Regions from separate parts of the Mus musculus genome. Here all the other regions are linked to region 1. A link is a contact called in public HiChIP or PLAC-seq and promoter capture Hi-C data. All regions are on one chromosome and are shown on one strand. The core of a region is the stretch at or near the end of the contact, and the rest is flanking DNA. Distances in the headings are between cores, read along the strand shown. Region 1 holds the start of Adra2a (adrenergic receptor, alpha 2a). Region 2 has its middle 92 kb from the start of Gpam. Region 3 has its middle 120 kb from the start of Gpam. Region 4 has its middle 140 kb from the start of Gpam. Region 5 has its middle 140 kb from the start of Gm31301.

The links. Promoter capture Hi-C pulls out the DNA fragments that hold promoters and counts their contacts. HiChIP or PLAC-seq counts read pairs in DNA pulled down with a chosen protein or histone mark.
Region 2: a contact with region 1 is called in a FOXA1 HiChIP or PLAC-seq map of pancreatic cancer cells. The contact joins the enhancer-like site here to the promoter of Adra2a in region 1. A contact is called at or near these places in 10 of 39 promoter capture datasets (the 3T3-L1 cell line, the C10 cell line, the HPC-7 cell line and 7 more), 1 of 484 Hi-C or Micro-C datasets (cortical neurons), 11 of 115 datasets of contacts at active chromatin or transcription factors (craniofacial prominence, embryonic basal ganglia, embryonic forebrain and 7 more) and 1 of 9 other capture datasets (embryonic stem cells).
Region 3: a contact with region 1 is called in a promoter capture Hi-C map of trophoblast stem cells, with 11 times the contacts expected there. The contact joins the enhancer-like site here to the promoter of Adra2a in region 1. A contact is called at or near these places in 11 of 39 promoter capture datasets (the 3T3-L1 cell line, the HPC-7 cell line, cranial neural crest and 8 more) and 9 of 115 datasets of contacts at active chromatin or transcription factors (craniofacial prominence, embryonic basal ganglia, embryonic forebrain and 6 more).
Region 4: a contact with region 1 is called in an HNF4G HiChIP or PLAC-seq map of pancreatic cancer cells, with 15 times the contacts expected there. The contact joins the enhancer-like site here to the promoter of Adra2a in region 1. A contact is called at or near these places in 9 of 39 promoter capture datasets (the 3T3-L1 cell line, 3T3-L1-derived adipocytes, the C10 cell line and 5 more), 3 of 484 Hi-C or Micro-C datasets (cortical neurons and reprogramming fibroblasts) and 10 of 115 datasets of contacts at active chromatin or transcription factors (craniofacial prominence, embryonic forebrain, embryonic hindbrain and 7 more).
Region 5: a promoter capture Hi-C map of trophoblast stem cells shows a contact between it and region 1, with 7 times the contacts expected there. The contact joins the enhancer-like site here to the promoter of Adra2a in region 1. A contact is called at or near these places in 12 of 39 promoter capture datasets (cranial neural crest, embryonic stem cells, frontonasal cranial neural crest and 6 more), 3 of 484 Hi-C or Micro-C datasets (cerebral cortex, nephron progenitors and uterus), 9 of 115 datasets of contacts at active chromatin or transcription factors (craniofacial prominence, embryonic forebrain, embryonic hindbrain and 6 more) and 2 of 9 other capture datasets (embryonic stem cells and pancreatic islet).

Annotation. Positions count from the first base shown.
Region 1 is chr19:54,043,303-54,046,853 of GRCm38.p6, reverse strand. Adra2a (adrenergic receptor, alpha 2a) reads right to left here and starts at 1,595. Exons shown (of 1, transcript NM_007417.5): 1 at 1-1,595. The coding sequence starts at 639.
Region 2 is chr19:55,005,314-55,008,864 of GRCm38.p6, reverse strand. No RefSeq gene overlaps it. Among named protein-coding and RNA genes, the nearest start is that of Gpam, 92 kb to the left of the region's middle. Within about 2 kb of position 1,829, at least 3 of the 459 cell types and tissues checked have an H3K27ac peak or open chromatin away from gene starts, as enhancers often do. A contact at or near this core is called in pancreatic cancer cells, where this site is marked.
Region 3 is chr19:54,976,233-54,979,783 of GRCm38.p6, reverse strand. No RefSeq gene overlaps it. Among named protein-coding and RNA genes, the nearest start is that of Gpam, 120 kb to the left of the region's middle. Within about 2 kb of position 2,038, at least 3 of the 459 cell types and tissues checked have an H3K27ac peak or open chromatin away from gene starts, as enhancers often do. A contact at or near this core is called in trophoblast stem cells, where this site is marked.
Region 4 is chr19:54,956,607-54,960,157 of GRCm38.p6, reverse strand. No RefSeq gene overlaps it. Among named protein-coding and RNA genes, the nearest start is that of Gpam, 140 kb to the left of the region's middle. Within about 2 kb of position 1,622, at least 22 of the 459 cell types and tissues checked have an H3K27ac peak or open chromatin away from gene starts, as enhancers often do. A contact at or near this core is called in pancreatic cancer cells, where this site is marked.
Region 5 is chr19:54,603,955-54,607,505 of GRCm38.p6, reverse strand. No RefSeq gene overlaps it. Among named protein-coding and RNA genes, the nearest start is that of Gm31301, 140 kb to the right of the region's middle. Within about 2 kb of position 1,860, at least 2 of the 459 cell types and tissues checked have an H3K27ac peak or open chromatin away from gene starts, as enhancers often do. A contact at or near this core is called in trophoblast stem cells, where this site is marked.

The DNA of each region.
Region 1 (3,551 bases), core at 346-2,845:
GATGACATACCACTTCTGGTCGTTGATCTTGCAGCTTGGCTCGGCCGGCTGCTGCCCGCCGCCAGCGCCCTTCTTCTCTATGGAGATGAGTGGCGGGAAGGAGATGACAGCCGAGATGACCCACACGGTGACAATGATGGCCTTGATGCGACGCGGCGTGCGCTTCAGGTTGTACTCGATGGCCTGCGTGATGGACCAGTAGCGGTCAAGGCTGATGGCGCACAGGTGCACTATGGACGACGTGCAAAAGAGCACGTCGAGAGCCAAATAGATCTCACACCACACCTTACCAAAGTACCAGTAACCCATAACCTCGTTGGCCAAAGAAAAGGGAATGACCAGCGTGGCCACCAGGATGTCCGCTGAGGCCAGGGACACCAGGAAGAGGTTTTGGGGAGCTTTGAGCGCGCGACTGGTGAACACCGCGATAATAACCAGCACGTTGCCAAATACTGTGAACAGCATGAGCAGGCCAGCCAGGCAAACCAGCGTCAGTGTCACCTGCAGGGAGTAAGGGGTGGCTCGGGTGCCGCCTCCGGGCGCTTCGGTCCCGTTCCAGCTGCTGTTGCCGGCATCCGGCTGCAGTGAGCCCATGGGCGCAAAGCTGCCCTCGGCCAGCGGCTGCTCCTGGCGGAACATGAACGCGGGTGCTGGTTCTCGTGGGCCTGCTGCCAGCTGCCTTCCGGCCCCGCGTCCGTGGGTCCTCCTCTTCCTCCGGTGCGGGGTTCGTCCCGCCGCGCCTCACATAAGGAAGAGGGCCGCAGGGAGCTCGGGCCCAAGCTGGGGACCGCTAGTGGTCCATGGACTGGAGCCCGCGAACTGGCACCGGTTCGTCCTTCCGACGCTCCGGGTGGGTGCTTTCTCTCTCCCAGCTCCTCAAACACAGCCAAGTTTTATTTCTAAGCGGCAGGATCGAGTAGGGCCAGCTGGTGGTTAGAGATTTTATTCTTCAAGAAAAGAGAAAAGAAATTATCGGTGGCCTGATGATTTGGAAAGATGTCAGAAATTTATACAAATGCATTTAGCTAGTCATCTATACCTTGATTCTTAAGCTGAGCGAAAGCATGAAGTCTTACCCCAAGAGGCAGCGGAGGGGTGTTGGTGTGGGCTCGGAGTCCTAGGTCTGTCTTCTTATACCCTCGAAGAGATTTCCAACTCCGTCGCTACCCTCCAGGCGGGGTGGCGAGGGCTGGGCCGGACCTCCGGCGAAGGCGCGGACTCTGCCTCCTCTAGGAGCCCCACGGGACTTCCAAAGTTGTGCGCTCTGCTGGGGCTGGGACTCTGTACACAGAGCTCGGGGGCGGCGGCGGTGGGGTGAAGGGTGTGGGGGCCGCATGAAGCCGCACCCCCACCACCACCACCTCGGTCCTCAGGGCCAAGCTAGGTGAGCGACCGGCTCTCCAGGAGCCGCGGCGGAGCCAAGGGTGGCTGCTAGCCGCGATCTGGGTGGGCGCTGAGCGCCACAGACCCGGCGGGGGTCGGAGGGCCGCGTGAGTTTTCGCAGGACCGCAGGACTTGGAGCTGGAGGCGCTGGGTGGCTGGGCGGTGTGCGCCGGCTGCTGGGCGTCTGCACGGAAGCGGGAGCCGAGGCTGCTCCGCCGCTCTACGCTGGACTGGTTTTATAGCCCCAGGATGAAGCCGGCGTTGCCGAGCAGCCGGCGTCAGCCCCCACGTGGGAAGTCGACCCTCCTCCGCCCCTCGCGCCTCCCCTCCTTAGGTCTAGAGCCCGCACCCGAGTCGGACCCGGGAGAGCGCTGCCTCTGGGACCCGGCTTTTGGAAAGACGGGTACAGGGAGCGAGGGGCAATAAGAGAGAGCCTAAGGAGTGGGGAGCGGCCCCTGCTGGGAGTTGGCCGTTCGGCTACTAGCTGGCCCAGGAGACAGTAGCAGGCGCCCAGCGGTACACCGATCTAGCTGGGTTTTAGCAGAAGAGGGTGCCAGGGTGCTGGGACCCGAATTAGGAGATGCAGAGTGGCATAAGAGTCGCTGGCGAGCAGCCCCGCCCCAGGTCAAGCGCAGGTGCTTCTGGTGACTGGGATGAAAGGGATCCCGGAGAGGTAAGCGTGTGCGGGTTCCTAAGGAACCACTGGAGCGGAATGGACCAGCATCCACGAGAGCAGACCAGGCCGGAGTTATCCATACTTAGGGAAGAGAAGGCCTCCTATCCTAGCAGCTGCCGGGACTCTCAAGGCCTGGACTCTGCACTGCGCCCCTTTGAAAGGCGGTGGGGAAGGGTCCTGGAGGGGTAGGCCCTGAGCCATGACAGAACGAGAGCGCACTGACACCTGCTGGCCGCTGGTCGTCACGGCTGGAAAGCGACTTAAGGGCTCCAGGCTCCTCTGGAGTCCTTTCCTCCATTTTTCTCCTATCTTGGGGGCAAGTTTGGACTAAGCTGGGGCGGCGGGGGTGGGGGGGGGGGAGGGGACACGGACAGATTTCAAACTGCACTATGTCATGATGCAGAAATCTTCAGGTTGTATAGATCTACCTCTGATGAGAGTAAGGCTCGGAACCTTCTACAGATGTGAGAGTCCTGGATCTTCCTCTCTGCTTGCCTGGCTTTAAACTACTGGGAACCGTTAAGCATTAGTTGAGGCACAGCTACTTTATGAAGAGCGCCATGACATTATAGGTAGATGTAAGCCTTACGCTGTTTTAATCAGTACCTACTGTGTGCACGAATTAAAGTATTACACTGAACTCCACAAATGTATAGGATTATTATGTGTTTGTCAAAAAGGGGTTTCTGATTATGGAAATAGAAAAGTTAACTATCCTGACTTGGTCATTACATACTGTGTGTAATATTGAATTAACATACAGTATCTTACACATCTGTACAATTAAACGTGAAAGAAAAACATCTTATTAGACTCTATCCCCACTTACATGGCCTTTTCTCCTACACCCCCAATACACAGATAAGTACACACATCTGCACAGCATCTGTCGGTGAGGGCAGGGTGCTAGCCAAGAAAGAAAGGGTGTTTTCTATGTTCTCTCTCTGGTGAGAAAGGTAGGAGCTTGGCAGTAGATGGCAAGGTTTCTAAGCACTCAGGCAGGAGTATCTGTCGCACCAGATACACTGTGCCATCCGAACTCTTTCTTCAGACGAGCAGCAGGAAGATCACGGAGAACCAGAGAGCACAGAATGTCAACAGGGTACACACGAGACCTAAGAAAGCATCTGTCATACTTCAGAGATCACTACACCTAAATGTCACACTCAGTCATCCAAGCCAGGGTCCAAGGTCCGAGCAGATCTGAGCCGATGTCTCCCTGGACATCAACGTGCAGGCTCGGGTCTGGCTGAGGACCGCGGGCTACATGAATGACCCTGACCATCAGTCTCAACCCCGACTACTCGCTCAGTATTTGATGGTGCGAGTGAGTACATCTCAGATGTCTCATTTGAATTCAGCACCTTTACCCTGCAACCCTTCCCTGGTGGACAGCCTCTGCTCCCACGCATCATGGTAAGAAGTCCTCAGAGTCTCAAGAAAACCAAGATGGCTGTCTGTCCCCTCTCTGTTGAGACTCTTATTCCCTGTC
Region 2 (3,551 bases), core at 580-3,079, 960 kb before region 1:
AAGATTGTCCTCCATTCTCTATGCATGTGCTACATTCACATACACAAAACATGTGCACATATTATGTACATACAAAAACAAAAAACAGAAAGAAAAAAGAAGGGTAATCTGTCTTGTAGAGTTATTGTAACACTCAGGTCTACAAAACTGTTTTAGCATACTGTCTAGCACATAGTAGGTATTCAACACACACTGTCTTTACCTCTGCCTTTGTTAGTAATAAGATTGTCAGGTCAGCTGATCTCACAATTAGATCTTTTGTGCTGCAGCTGTGAGTGAATAGGGGATAATATTGTGTGGATATCACTTTGAGAGGGAGGTCTGCCTGTACATAAGATAACTTCCCCTTCCTTTAATTTCTTGTATATGTACTCTACCCTATGTGACTATTTGCACAAAAGTAAATTTTCAATAAGTCTTCATATAAGCACACCAGAGTCTCTGTTAGCAACAAAAGGAGTTCATGTTTAATAAGATAAATTGTCACAACATACCTCACACCCACTACTCTTGTTCCATGTTGGCGGAGCTCTGCTTTTCTCCCATCTTCCCCTAAGTGACCTGGTCACTAAGCCTGGAATGGCCCCTTCTCTCCACAGCTACTGGCTTCACTGTGTGCACCTCATCTTTTCTTGCTCCGTGTGACCTAAGGGAAATTTTATGAGGAGACCATTGGGTAGGTTTCTTTTTTATTCTTTAATAGAGATGCAGACAGAAGTGGTATGTTTCCTTATATTGATGCATAGCATCTATATGTTATAGCATCTATATAGGATACATGGACAGATAGCTACAGTGAAATCAGCACTAACAAAAAAGCTTATAAAGAGACAAAGAATCCAGGTCTTAGTGGCACTATCTTCAAGACAGTGACCTCTGCATTGGTCCATCGCTCCGTGTCCTCGCGACTGTGCCTGTACTCTGCTGGGCTTTCCCTTACTGGAGTGAAGGCATCCTCACAGATACAAGCTGCCAGCTGGATCCAGTTTGACTCTTTGTCTTTAAGTGTAGAGGAAGGTCCTCACATTTCTTTAGGTGTGCCGCTTGCCTGAAGTGAAGCAGGAGTAGTGGTTTCTATTCCAGCTTGCCCTGAGCCACCTTCTGAGGAGGTCTCTGGACTCCAGCACCTGTCCAGCTTTCACTGTGAAGAAATGGGAAATATCTGAGTCTTCAGAGCAGTCAGGACCTATCCCACTGGAAAAGAAAAAGGATGCGAACTGGCATTTATCGAGCATCCATCCATTTGGTGCCAAAGCACTTACATATATTTTGACCCTCGCCTCATAAAGTGTCTTAGCTTCCTGTAGAGATGGGGACACTTTACATCAAAGGTTAAAAAACTGGCCAAGGTCTGCTCCTACGTGGCAAATCTGGTGTGAGGATGCTGGAACCCAGTTGCTATTTTCTTGATGGAGAGATGGAAACCCAAGACTTTTAAAGCAGATTGATTGCCAAGAGTGGCCTAGAATCCAAGTTTAGTTCATCTTCTTGAGCTTTATTTATTTTATTTCATGTGTCTGAGTGTTTGCCTGCATATATGTGTGTATGTGTGTGTGTTCCATATTCATGGCTGGCACCCATAGAGGGCAGAAGAAGCCATCAGATCCCCTGGAACTGCATTCACAGATGGTTGTGAGCTGCCATGTAGGTCTCCTGTGAGAGCAGCTAGTACTTTAAACTGTGAACTCATCTCTTCAGATCTCTCCAGCAGCAATCAAGTTTCTTGATGTCATGTCCCAAATTCCTTAAATTACCTACTGTAGCCATGAGCCTCTGATGACTCTAACAATGTCAATGAAGAGATTGGCCATGATTGGTTTATTGAATCCATTTAGCATTTTTGTACACTTACTGTACACACCACACTCTACTAGGCACTGGGTAATCAGTGGTAGAGAGGAAAGACTGTGCCCTGCAGCTTCCTTGGGAGTGGCTGCTCTGCTGTAAAGTGGTGTTGGGACTGACACATCTGGCAGGAGGTCCTAGAGGTCAAGGCCTGCTGTGGAAGGCAGCAGGCAAACACACCTCTGGGACATGAGGCCTGGGAGAACTTGGCTCAAGGGGGAGGTCAATGATATTTCTGGGTCTTCGAGCATGCTGCCTCCACTGGGACTCAATGCTTTATGTTTCAGGTCTAGGCAGAGGAGTAAAAAGAGAGTGAACCCATCGGGATTCAGGTGGTTGAGTTTATCCCACCCGCTCCAGAAAGCATTATACACTGCTCTGTTGTTTGTGTAGCCCCATGTCTCACTGAGCAGAAGGTTCGGGAAGATGGTGTTTGCTTTTCTTCATTCACTGTGGATGTCTGTAGTGAGAATTTTGATTTCTTAAAAAACCCAGTTATGTGACAAGAATGTTTTTGTTTTAATCTCAGCTGTGGTGTAAGAGGCTGCTTCCCAGCAGGTGATTATGATTTGCCTCATGCACTAGCAGGGGTGTGATTTTTGCCAGCTGCAGATAGTTTAATTCTGGGGACTGTGGAGGGGTTATGAATGAGAGAGCCCAGAGGGGCCTGTGGTGGCTTCTGCCTCCCATGCTGTCTGCCCTGCCCATTGATGCTGACCCCTGCTGACCCCTGCTGGACCCTCCTGGTTCCCTGCTGCTGTATTTGCTGTTGTGTTTGCTATTGCTAAATTGCTAGTTTGCTGGACTATTGGATAGTCTAATGATGAAGTTTGGACTTGCCCCAAGGAACTCAATGCCCCTAATCAGAAGGAAGTAGTCTATAGAGGTCTATACTTTTTCCTCCCTTTAACCTTTTTTTCCTACCTAGTGTTTGAGGGTTGGAGGGAGATAGAGGTATAAGAACCCAATAAAATAGTAAAAAGATATAGTAACAGATGTTCTATTCCAATGCTTTCCACACAGCGACCAATGGAAAGCCCCAAGAAGTCCGAGAGAGAAGTGAACTCCTGGGAAGATGAACAGCAGCTTCCTCCCAGGGAAGGAGGTGTGATTCTCAGCATTGTCTCTAATTCTGTGGTGTAAGGATTCCTACTATAACGTATGTTAAGCTACTGATGTGATGTCTACCAACTCCCATAACTAAAGAACCAAAGCAAAATAAAACAGTGAGCCCTCAGGAGCCAGCTGATTCCAGTGCACACCAGAGAGAGGGAATCTGTCCAAAGAAGAAGTGGTTAGCTTCCTGGTGTAGCAGAAAGGAAGGTTAAGAGCCACAGATTTCCTAGGGAGGGTAATGGGAGTACTATCAATGTGGGCACACCCCTGGGCTTGCACTCACTTTCTGTGCCTTTAAATATAGATTGCTTCCCCAGCCATGTCTCTTCTTCCTGCCTCTGTCTCTGAAGTATGTTTTTCTTTTACCATCAGCTGGAAAAAATTATTTAAGAAGGTTAGAGCAAAAGTCTTGCTTTCTGTTTAAACAAGAATAGTTTCTCAGGCTTGTTATTGATTTTTTTTCTTTTCCTTTTTTAATTCTCACAATGTGTTAAGTTAGAAAAAAAAATCATTGCCTTTGTTTTCCCACCAAGGGGAAGAAACACCCTCTGGGTTTCTCTCCCTGCAAACTGGTTCCTTCTGAAACACAT
Region 3 (3,551 bases), core at 789-3,288, 930 kb before region 1:
TGTCTCCAGAGCCCTCTACAGTTCTCAGGCTCAGAGGTGGTGGTGGTGGTGAGGTGGTAGGAGGCTTCTGCACTTTTCCTTCTGCTTCTGTGAAAATAATCCCTTTAGAGATCTCTTTTCAATTCATCCTCTTTGAGTATGACACATTTTTTCCAGGAGGGCAAGAGCGGGGGAGAGGGCAAGGGCAAGGGGTGGGGAATGACTGTAAAGCATGTGGAACATGGAGGTGCTAGACTTTAGAGGAAGGGGATGTGGCCATTGATGCTCCATTTTATTGATGCTCCATTTAATTGATGCTCCATTTTATTGATGCTCCATTTTATTGATGCTCCATTTTATTGATGCTCCCTTTTATTGATGCTCCATTTTCTTTCTCTCTCTCTCTCTCTCTCTCTCTCTCTCTCTTTCTTTCTTTCTTTCTTTCTTTTATTTATGCATTTTCTGTATAAGTACTCTATCTGAATGTACGTCTGTTTGCCAGAAGAGCTCTCTTCAGATCCTATTTTAGATAGTTGTGAATGCCACGTGGTTGCTGGGAATTGAACCCAGGACCTCTGGAAGAACAGAGAGTGCTCTTACCCACTGAGCCATCTCACTATGCTCCACTTTAGAAAGGCTGTTGTGTTTAAGTGCAGCATCAGACTCAGTGTCAACATCATCTCTCTGCAAAAGCCTAGGAGGGAGGCCCAAGGCCCTGCAGCCTCTTTTGGATGAAGCTGACCACTAGCTAGTGCTCTGTACATAGAGGAAGAAGCTGGAGCAAAGTCAGCTGGAAGGCCTCTCTGTCTGTCTCTATCTGTCTGTCTGTCTATCTCTCTGTGTGTTGGGGGGTGGTGAGAGGAAGGGAAGAAGGGAAGATGACAAGACTCAGGATATGAGACATTTACAGTTTTGCATTTTAGGATGGTCTAAACTAAGTTTTGAGTAGATATGGAAAAGGTCAGAGAGGAGATGGAGTCCAAGTCCTGGGCTTAGATGCTTTTTATTAACCAGAAGTGGATAATGGAGTGGGGCAGGCAGCCATTTCAGGGCTCCACTCATCTATTGGAGCACCACCCTGGCCTGAAGCAGGGCCCCATGTCTGCCTTCCTTATCCTGACCTCAGCTCTGACTCTGAGCTCTGGGGTGTGTTCAGCTTAGTGAACAAGGGTTCTGGTTTCGCTGGGTACTCACATCTTCAAAGGGAGAAGCGCTAAGGATGACAGGGGTCCCAGTCCATCTTCACAAGCTGGGTTCCATGCTCCTGCTGTGGGCTCCTGGCTGCTCTTCATTCCCTCCACCTTCTCTCACGAGATGCCTTGGGGCTTCAAGCCCAGCATCAGAGAGGACTACCTTAGAGGGTCCATGGGGGCCCCACTGAGTGGTTCTGCTTGAACCACGGAGTGTGGCCGAACCCTGACTGATAACATGCTCTGAAAAAAGACAATGCTTTAAGAAAAAGCAAATGGGTATTTTGTTTTTCCTGGACTGCACGGTTGAGGCATGTGGAGCCTGTGGCTACTGGCCATCCCTATCCCTCCCTTGGAAGAGATAATCGCTCTACCTCAGTGTGGAATCTCAAGGGTAAAATTTGAAATTATTTGTGTTCTGTTTTGGTTTCTGATGTTGCGCTCTAATCCTTGCATAAGGCATGAGTCCACAGTAGGAGCCATGGTAAGAACGTGGCAGTAACGGGGGACACTTGGATAAGTTTGAATAGAGAAGAAAACAAGACCCTGGAGTTAAGTGAGTTCAGATTAAATATGGCACTGGTCTTTACCCCCAAATACATTTTTATCCACATGAAAAGCACAGCATATTAAATTTAGCATCTACTAGAATTCTTATTGAGAGAACAGAGGATTTAAATCAGGTTCGTCATAAAAGGTTGGGGAGGCTGTGCAGTCGAAGGCTCATTCCTGCACGTGTTGCTTGAGTTTATTCTCAAGGGCATTTTTGACTCTGGGTTTGGATACTCTGCCCTGTTCTCGCGTCACTAGATGCATACAGTGCTGTAGGTGAAAAGCGGCAATTTAAACTGCTGACAATATTTACGCATTTCCTCTGTGCCCCCGGGTGCCTGATCTCACCGTTAAATGACTCATTGACTTGACAGACAAGGGAGAATCTGAATGCAGCTCCACTTTCCAATGAATTCAATGAAAACGGAACTTTCTTGCAGCACCAGCACTTAAGGGGGATTCCAGCTGACTGATGGGAAGGGGAAGGAGCCTTGGGTGTGGCTGCGAGGCATGGACTTCTAGAAGGATGGTTTTAAACAAAGAGCTTGTATTGGGCTTGTGATAGAAGCATTCCTTTTTTTCTCATCCCTGACCAGCTTCTGTGAGGCACTCATTGACCTAACATTTCGGATTAACCTGGATATCAGGCTCCTTTTGAAGGTCAAACCTAGCCAGAGCTCGTGAATAAGAGGACCACACTTTTCTGAATTAAGTTTCGCCTGATGAGTTTATCGTTTCTTCAAAGGGCTGGGCTGGGTGGCTACGTTTCCTGGGGAGGACGAATGTGGTGTGGCAGATTTCAGATCCCTGACGTCTGTTGTATCTTCTGCCAAGAGCCTGCCTCTTCCATCTTAGCTAGCCTCTGCGTGTGTCTTCCCCTTGCGGCAGCACCAAGAGCCTGCCTCTTCCATCTCAGCTAGCCTCGCGTGTGTCTTCCCCTTGCGGCAGCACCTCGTTGCTTTGCTCCCTGAGGAGCTGATTGTTCTCACAGACTTCCTTTCCAGTCCTTCAGTCTCCAGACTATGATGACCTGTTCTGTCATTTCTCTCACCCATCACTGGAAACCAGCCCTGCCCCCAGCCCAATTACAGTGCTGAGGACTTATGTCAATTAGATGCCTATGATGAACAGCCATTTAATATTCATCATCCCCATTATTCCCAAATAATCATATTGAAAAGTCACTGTGGTCCCCATTTTGCACGTCAGAAGATGGAACATGGGCAGGACTTCCAGACCTGGAGACTCTGAACTTTGGAGCCAGAATTCAGGTTCCATTCGACCCCACATCTCTACTCAGCCTCTATACTTCCCACCTGCTTTGTTCAAATCTCCATTTCCCCACTGCCTGTCAACAGTGTGTCTGCTACAGACACAGAACCAAGCTCTGGATCTCATTTTTGGCTTTAACATGACTTCCCTTAAGTGTTTGCTTCAAGGCTGAACACAGTTCTGCACATGAGCATCTCAATTACGATGCCCTTGAGAGGTTCACTGGCAGGTTGCTTTCATCTTGACCATAACTAATCCCAGGAGAGGTGAAACGGGCCAGATGTGGCCAGATTTGACAAAACTGGCAGAGTAACTTTAAAAATACAAAACAAAACAATCAGTTCTCACAAGTGGATCTGGAATCTAAGTGAAATAGAATTCGAAATATAATAAGGAGAGGACTGTAAAAGAATCGTGGAAATTGCTGTTTCTGTAGTCAGGTCTCTGGGAACCCATTAAGTAGATTGAGGTATGACCTTAGGCAGTGGCAGAACACTCAAAGTTTGCTCTCCTTCCATCTGCTCTTCACCTAGCCGTCCTCCCTCAAACATTTCTTGA
Region 4 (3,551 bases), core at 373-2,872, 910 kb before region 1:
GGGGTCTTTTGAATAAGGGCACATGCCTGGGCTTAGAGTCTATACTGGTCTAAAATTCACCCCATGTGTGAGAAGAAAGTAATGCAGTTGTGTGGGCATCACAATACTGTGCTGTCAGCTAGTCTTACAGTCCAGGAGGTTTAAGATCACAGGGAACATGTGCCTTATTTTATCTCATGTGGCTGAAAAGAAAGCAGCAAGCTTTCTGGTTGTCTCTTCTTGTAAAAATTAAAAATGATTTCTTTTCTTTTGTGTGTGCAACTATATTTGTATGTTGGGGTTCATATGGAGATCAGAGAACAACTTGCAGGAGTCAGTTCTCTCCTTCCTCCTTGGGGGTCCCAGGGCTCAAACGCAGATGGTCAGGGTTGGCAGAGTTGTCTTTACTCCGTGAGTCACCTCTTGGCCTCCCCTTTTTATCTTTTTATAAGGATACCAATCCCATCATGGGTTCTTGTGTCCTTATTACTCTTTTGAAGGCCATACCCACAAGTATATTAAAATGAAATTGGGCTTCAGTATATAAATCTGAGAACTAGAGAAACTCACATTTATGTGAGTATCATTGACCTTAACCCTTAGTTGATCAAAATATTATGAAAAAGTTCTCCATTCTTCCTTTTAGTAAAGATGTGTTAACAAGAATTATACTATTTTTACGAATTACATACATGTTTGAGATGGACTCTTAAACTACTTTACTATGTAGATTGGAATGGCCTTACTAGCTAGAACAGGTTGGCCTTGAACTCACAGAGATCTGCCTGCCTCTGCCTCCCAAGTGCTGGAATTTGAGATATCTACCACCATATCCAGTACATAGTATGATTTGAATATCATTGAACATTTTATGGGAACCTCTGTTCTCTCTCAATCTGTGAACACTAGAGATCTTGATTTTCATGGCCTACAGTCTGAATCTTTAGCATCTACTTTTATGAAGACGCTTGCTAGGCCCTTGTTTGGTTTTAGGGCTTCAAATGTTTGAATCAGTGGGTGCTTTTCATAAAAGGACTAAGGGCTCTACTCAAAAGTTCTACAGAGTAGAGTCTGGAGTGACACTTGTATTTAGCAAGTTCTGGGTGACCTGTTGGTGCTGCCCAGAGACTATAGTTTCAAAACAGCTGCTTTAGGTGAACAATACAGAAAATATTCAGGGATTGAAGATTCATTTTATTTCTTGATGGATCTGAACACTTGGCTTAGAAGGTGGTCTTCTTCTGTGAAGCAACACTAAACTCTACTTTTAAAAGTAGCTTCTTCTCCCACAAAGAGATTTGAGTGCAGACAGTTGAAGGAAAGATTTAGTGTGATATAATGTGTGTTTATTGAGTATCTGCTTTGCACCAAACATCAGAAGATGCAAAACAAAACAAAACAAAACTAAGCAAGGAATACCTTTGCCCTAGTGAAAAACGTAAGGGGAGAAGAGAAGCAAAAGGGGGAGCCAGTATATACCTCCTCCTGAAAGGCATGGCAGAAAATGGCACAGTTTCTGCATCAAAGGACATGACCAGCAGAAATGACAGATGCAGACAGGAGCAAAGGGCTGGACTGACGCAGCTGTGACTTGGTGAACTGAGCCCGAGCAAAAGCTGAAGACAGCTAGTCATGACTCTTGCTGATGTAGCAATAGGAAAATATGACTCTTGCTTCCACTCACCGTGAGTCACTCTTTGCACCCCTGTACGTAATGATAGGTTTGCAAAGAAAAGAATAATTCATCTAATCAGGGTCTAGCATGCCACCAGAGCCTTCCTAAATGGAGGGTCAGGGGCCCAGGGAAACTGCTTTTACACTTCCGTTTGATGAAGAATGGGCAGCCATGTGGAGATGGGTTTGAACCAAAGGGCTTGATGTTATAGTAACAGACTAGAGGTGCCAACCCTGGCAAGGCAGTGTCTGCAGACTCTTCTTGAACTCTGTGTGGCCTTATTACCTCCCAGGCATAGAGCAGAACTCCTCTGTAATTAGGGTCTTCAGAGAAGGGAGAGGAAGTTCGAAGCTTCCTCCTCCTCCCTCTTCCTCTTCCTCTTCTTCCTCCTCCTCCTCCCTCCTCCTCTTCCTCCTCTTCTTTTTCCATTTTATGATTTGCTGCTGGGGAAAAAGGGCTGGTATATATGACCAACCTTGGGGAAGAGGAATTCTTGTTAATTTTTTTTTTTAAACTAGTTTTGGAGTGAAAGAAAGAGATGAAAGGGCAGGGACATGCCCAAGAGACCTTTCTTCTGAGGCCACTCTGTGATCTGAAGTTCAAAGTATTCAGTGCCAAGTTCCATATTTCAGATATCAAATTCAGAATGACCAACCAGCCAGTGATAGAAACCAACTCCTGTCAATCAGCTACCTGAGGCAAAAAGAAGAAATCGGTTGGGATAGCCCTGGAGCGCTCAGCTTAAGGTTGACAAGCATGCTCAGCCGAATGAATATTTTCAGCCTTTAGAGCCATATGGTCTCTGACATGGTGACTCAAGTCATCCTTCACAGTGTGAGAACAGCCACAGGCAATTCATAAACTGACAAATGTGTTTGCGTCTGTGTCTCAATAAAACTTTATTCCCATAAATAGGCGGTAGCCAGATTTGACCCTTGGGCCTCTTTGGACGGCCATTTAAAACAATTCAAGGAATCATACCATAAAAATGATCAGACAAGGAGCTCAGTTTAGGCTCAGTCAGAACCTGGGTCCTAGATGCCTGCAGTCTCCTCTTCTCTCTAACACTCCTGACAAGAGCAACACATGAGAGGAAGGCTTTCCTTTGGCTTACAGTTCCAAGGGACACAGTCAAACTGTGTCAGGGAAGGTAGGGGATAGAGGTAGGTGGCAGATGGCCATGCTGCAGTAGCAGAGGTCAGTGCTTGTTCATGCCATGTTACCTTTCTTCTTTATATTCAGTCCAGAAATTAGGGTCATTCGTCCTGTATCAGATAACCCGATCCCATGGGTGTGGCCAGAGATCTGTCCTCCAAGTGACCTAGAGCATATCAAGTTGAAAGTCAATATAAAACACCACAAGTATGCTTAGTGTCCTCCTCATTTTTCTCTGTCTATCACCTCTCTTTCCCTCCCTCCCTCCTGTCTGTCTCCCTGTCTGACTCAATTATAAAAAGCAATGTTGGTTGTGTAGAGTCTAGGACTTGGGGAACAAGGGTCTACGCAAATCCCACATGACAGCTGTGAGGTGGTAGAGCCACACACACTCTTCCTCCTGACTCCAAAGCTTCTGAGCTTCATAATCCTTTCTGTCTTCTGATTGCTGACAATGGGTTACAGTAAGCAGCGTTCACTTCAAGCCATCAGAGAAGTGTCCATCTTCGCCCTGGAGTGTGGGATTGCTGGCCTTCCTTGGTAACTGTCCTGATTTTTAAAGAAGAGCAGGGATACAATCAAATGCTGCAGATGCTCTCCTTTCTTTAACAGCTTCCCTGGCCAGAGCTGTCCTTGCTGTCTGGAGCTCTGCATCTACCTTGTTCACTCTAAACTTGAGGCCCCAGTTTCTCCTGGAGGAAGTGCCCCAGTTTCTCTCCCTACTCATGAAATGGCTCCGCAT
Region 5 (3,551 bases), core at 611-3,110, 560 kb before region 1:
GGAGATGGTGTCATGAAAGGCTAATTGATGGGATAACCTAAAGGGAACCTGGGGTAATGACTGAATTAATGCATAAAGAAAAGACTGGGCTTTAGGCCTACAAGAGATGAGCTACCCAGAGAGGTTTTTAGAAGTGCAAGAGAAAGATATCTCAAGCAGAACACTGGCTGCCAGCTTGTACCCCATATTTTGACTTCAAGTCATTCTTGTGCTGCTCCCAGACACCCCTTCCTCAGAACCCCTCTCCAAGCAGAGGCTGGTCCTTGGTACCCTTCTCCACCCATTCAGCTCCCTGACACTAGTTAAGAGAGAAAAAATAATAGAGGGGGAGGGAAGGGGGATGTTGTCATTAGACTACTTCCTCCAGACTAAGGGCATTGAGTTCCTTGGGGCAAGTTTGCTCTTCGGAGTCATGATATCTACTTTCTTTTCGTTGTTTCTTCTTTGTACATTACTACTTAACATACTACAAGGAACTGCAAACAATAGCAACCAACCAACAACCAATAACCCACCCCACCTCTCAGGGCCTTATCATTTATATATCCTCTGAAAAGTCCTCAGAATTCTAGATGTCACACAATAGCAGAAACTATCTGCAGCTGGTGAAATCACATCCCTGCTAGAGCATGAGGCAAATCATAGCCAGCTGCTGTGGACAATCTGAAGCAGACCCATATCCCACACCTGGGATTAAAACAAAACATATTTATAATTTTGTCTTTTAAAAAAAACCAAAATTCCAAAATTGTCACTATAAGAGGCTTTTCATGAAACATTTTGTCCAATAATCTGTCACCATTATGCTCATATTCTAAAAACTTAAGTGAGACTGAGTTCAAAAGTAAAAGACTAATCTATTTAAAAGAGGAAATTTCCAGAGAGCAAAACAGTCTGTGACAAAGTTATTGATGGCTGCTTTAAGCAAGATTTACTGTGAGGATTAGGAACAAATAACACCAGAGAAAAAGGTAGAAAATTATTTAATGTAAGTGTGGGAACATGGCTCAAGTTGTTAATAGACCACCCTAATGAGTAAACAAACCAACCAACACACAAGAATGAGCCGCCATTTTGTACTTGGACAAAAAGGAAAGGTGCTGTAAGCATCAGGCTCAGATCAGTGCCTTGCTCAGTCATCATAAGAGAAGGTTCTTCCAGCAGCAGATGGAAACAGATAAAGAGACCCACAGCCAGATATTATGCAGAGAGAAAGGCATTGGAACTCCATCAAATCCTACTCCACAGGGCTTAGGGAATTCTGCTGAAGAGGAAGCAGAAAGGGTGTAAATGTCAGAAGGGACAGAAAACAAACACCAGGAAAACAAGGCCATGCAAGTCAATAGGATTGAATCCCATATGAACTCAGACTGAAGCACGAAGCCTAGGGCCTGTATGGGTCTGTACCTGGTTCTCTGTGTATATATTACAGCTTCTAGTTAGAGTGTTGATGGGACTACTGAGTGCATGAAGGAGTGAGTCTCTTAATTCTTGTGCCTTCTCTTGGGCTCTTTTCCTTCTATTTGTTTGTTGTGTTGAATGTGTTAGTGTTTGTGTTATTTTATTATATTGTTTTATATCTTCTATAATAATACCTCGGAAGCCTTTTGTTTTCTAATGAGAGGCAGAAAGAAAGTTGATGTGGATGGAATGGGGTGAAGCTAGGAGGAGTACAGGAGGGTAAACCACAATCGGGATATACTGTGTGAGTGCCAAGGACCAGGCTTAGATTGGAGAGGGGTTCTGAGGAAGGGGTGTTTATGAGTGGTGAAAGAATTACTTGAAGACAATTGTGGGGTATAAGCTGACAGCTTTGTGTTCCAGTGTGTGTGACAGCTTTCTAGAGATCTCCAGACAGCTCAGCTTTTGTAGACCAAAGCCCAGTCTTTTATTTGCATAACAATTCAATTGTGCAGGCCAGGCTTCCTTTCCGTTATTTCATGAATTAGCATTTTATGACCTTAACCCTTTGATTCTTAGAAAAGACAGCAAATACAAAACAAAACAAAACAAAACAAAACAAAACCCAGCAAATGTATTCAGAAATCTGCCTGCCTTCATAAGCACAGACAATAACTTAGCTGGGTGGAATCCTATCCTGAGAGCACCATTCCCACCATGCCTGGATCTAAAACTCACTGTCCCAGGCTGACCTTGAACTCAGGAATCTGCTTGCCTTTGTATTTTTCTAACAACCTGGCTTATTAGTGCAGCTCCTTTTGTGCTTTTGAGTCCATGAAGCCCCTCATACAATTCATACTGCATCTTTATATTTTGCATAGTTGAGAAATTATGTACTTTGAACTCATGCTTTCAGATTTATTTTCCACAATATTAAGGGCTGTCCTGAATGTAACAAGTGTTTACCATTTTTTTGTAAAGACTTAGACATACCCTTTCCTCCTGGACTGCTGCTGCTAATTATTATAGAGTCATGATTTTACCTTGGCATGAAACATATCTCCCAAAGGAGGAACATAAAGTAAATTACGTACATTATGATACAAATAAGCTTTATGCCTAGAAACCATTGATACTCATGGAGGATGGATCAGCTGGCTCTGTACTAGGTGTGGGGTCCTGTCAGGCTGTCCCTTGTATATGGCCATGAGGGACTTGTCATCTGAGGAAATAATATCTATTGTCAATAAAAGGGAAAAAATTAAAAGGAAAAAGAAAAACTTGCTCACAGATCGTCTCTAATGGCCACCAATATTTTTAAGTAATAAAAGTGTAACATTGGTAACATAGATGATGTTCTCGCCCAGATTTTCACATAATATCAATAAAATTAGTCTATATTGAAAATGTGCCAGGTCTATTAACACCCCCATTAATGGACTTTTAATTAGTTGCTGATTCTGTTAATAATGTACATGGCTGTTGTTTCTAAAAAAAGAAAAGAAAAGAAAAGAAAAGAAAAGAGAAGAAAAGAAAAGAAAAGTTATCTAATCATTTCTTTCTGTTGTAATTTTATAACTTTTATTCTGTAAATGTCAGGTCTGGAGTAGGGTAATAGTCAAACAAATATGATGAGTCCAAGCAGAATTTCAAAGCATTGTTTATTTCTTTAAAGATGGTAACAATTTATTTTTATGAAAAAAGATAAGAGAAAAGAAAGACAGGAAGGAGGGTACCCAAAAAGAACAAGGTTGAGGGGAACCCTCCCCAAATGAAGTCACCTAGTCAGGTGTTTCGCCTAAGCCTTCTCCTCGTTAGCCACTGAGCCCTGGTTCCAATGAGCCTGACCACCTCCTGATCGCAAAGCAGAATTGGCGTAATGCGTATGACTGTCCACAAAACCAAGTTACAAGGTCCCGGAAGCATCTCCCCAGATGTTTATAAAGCCTTCAGAGGCTGTGCAAGCCTGGTGTCCAAGGATCCGATCAACTTAAGCAGAGTTTCTAGTTAAGGACAAGCCAGGGAAGGACTGGAGAGAATCGCCAAGGGCTTAGCTACATAACCTAGTTCTCTTTTTCCATTCATCTATGGAGGTTTTATATCACCAGTGTAATTTTTAAAAGTTGAAAATAACCTAAATATCCAGAAAT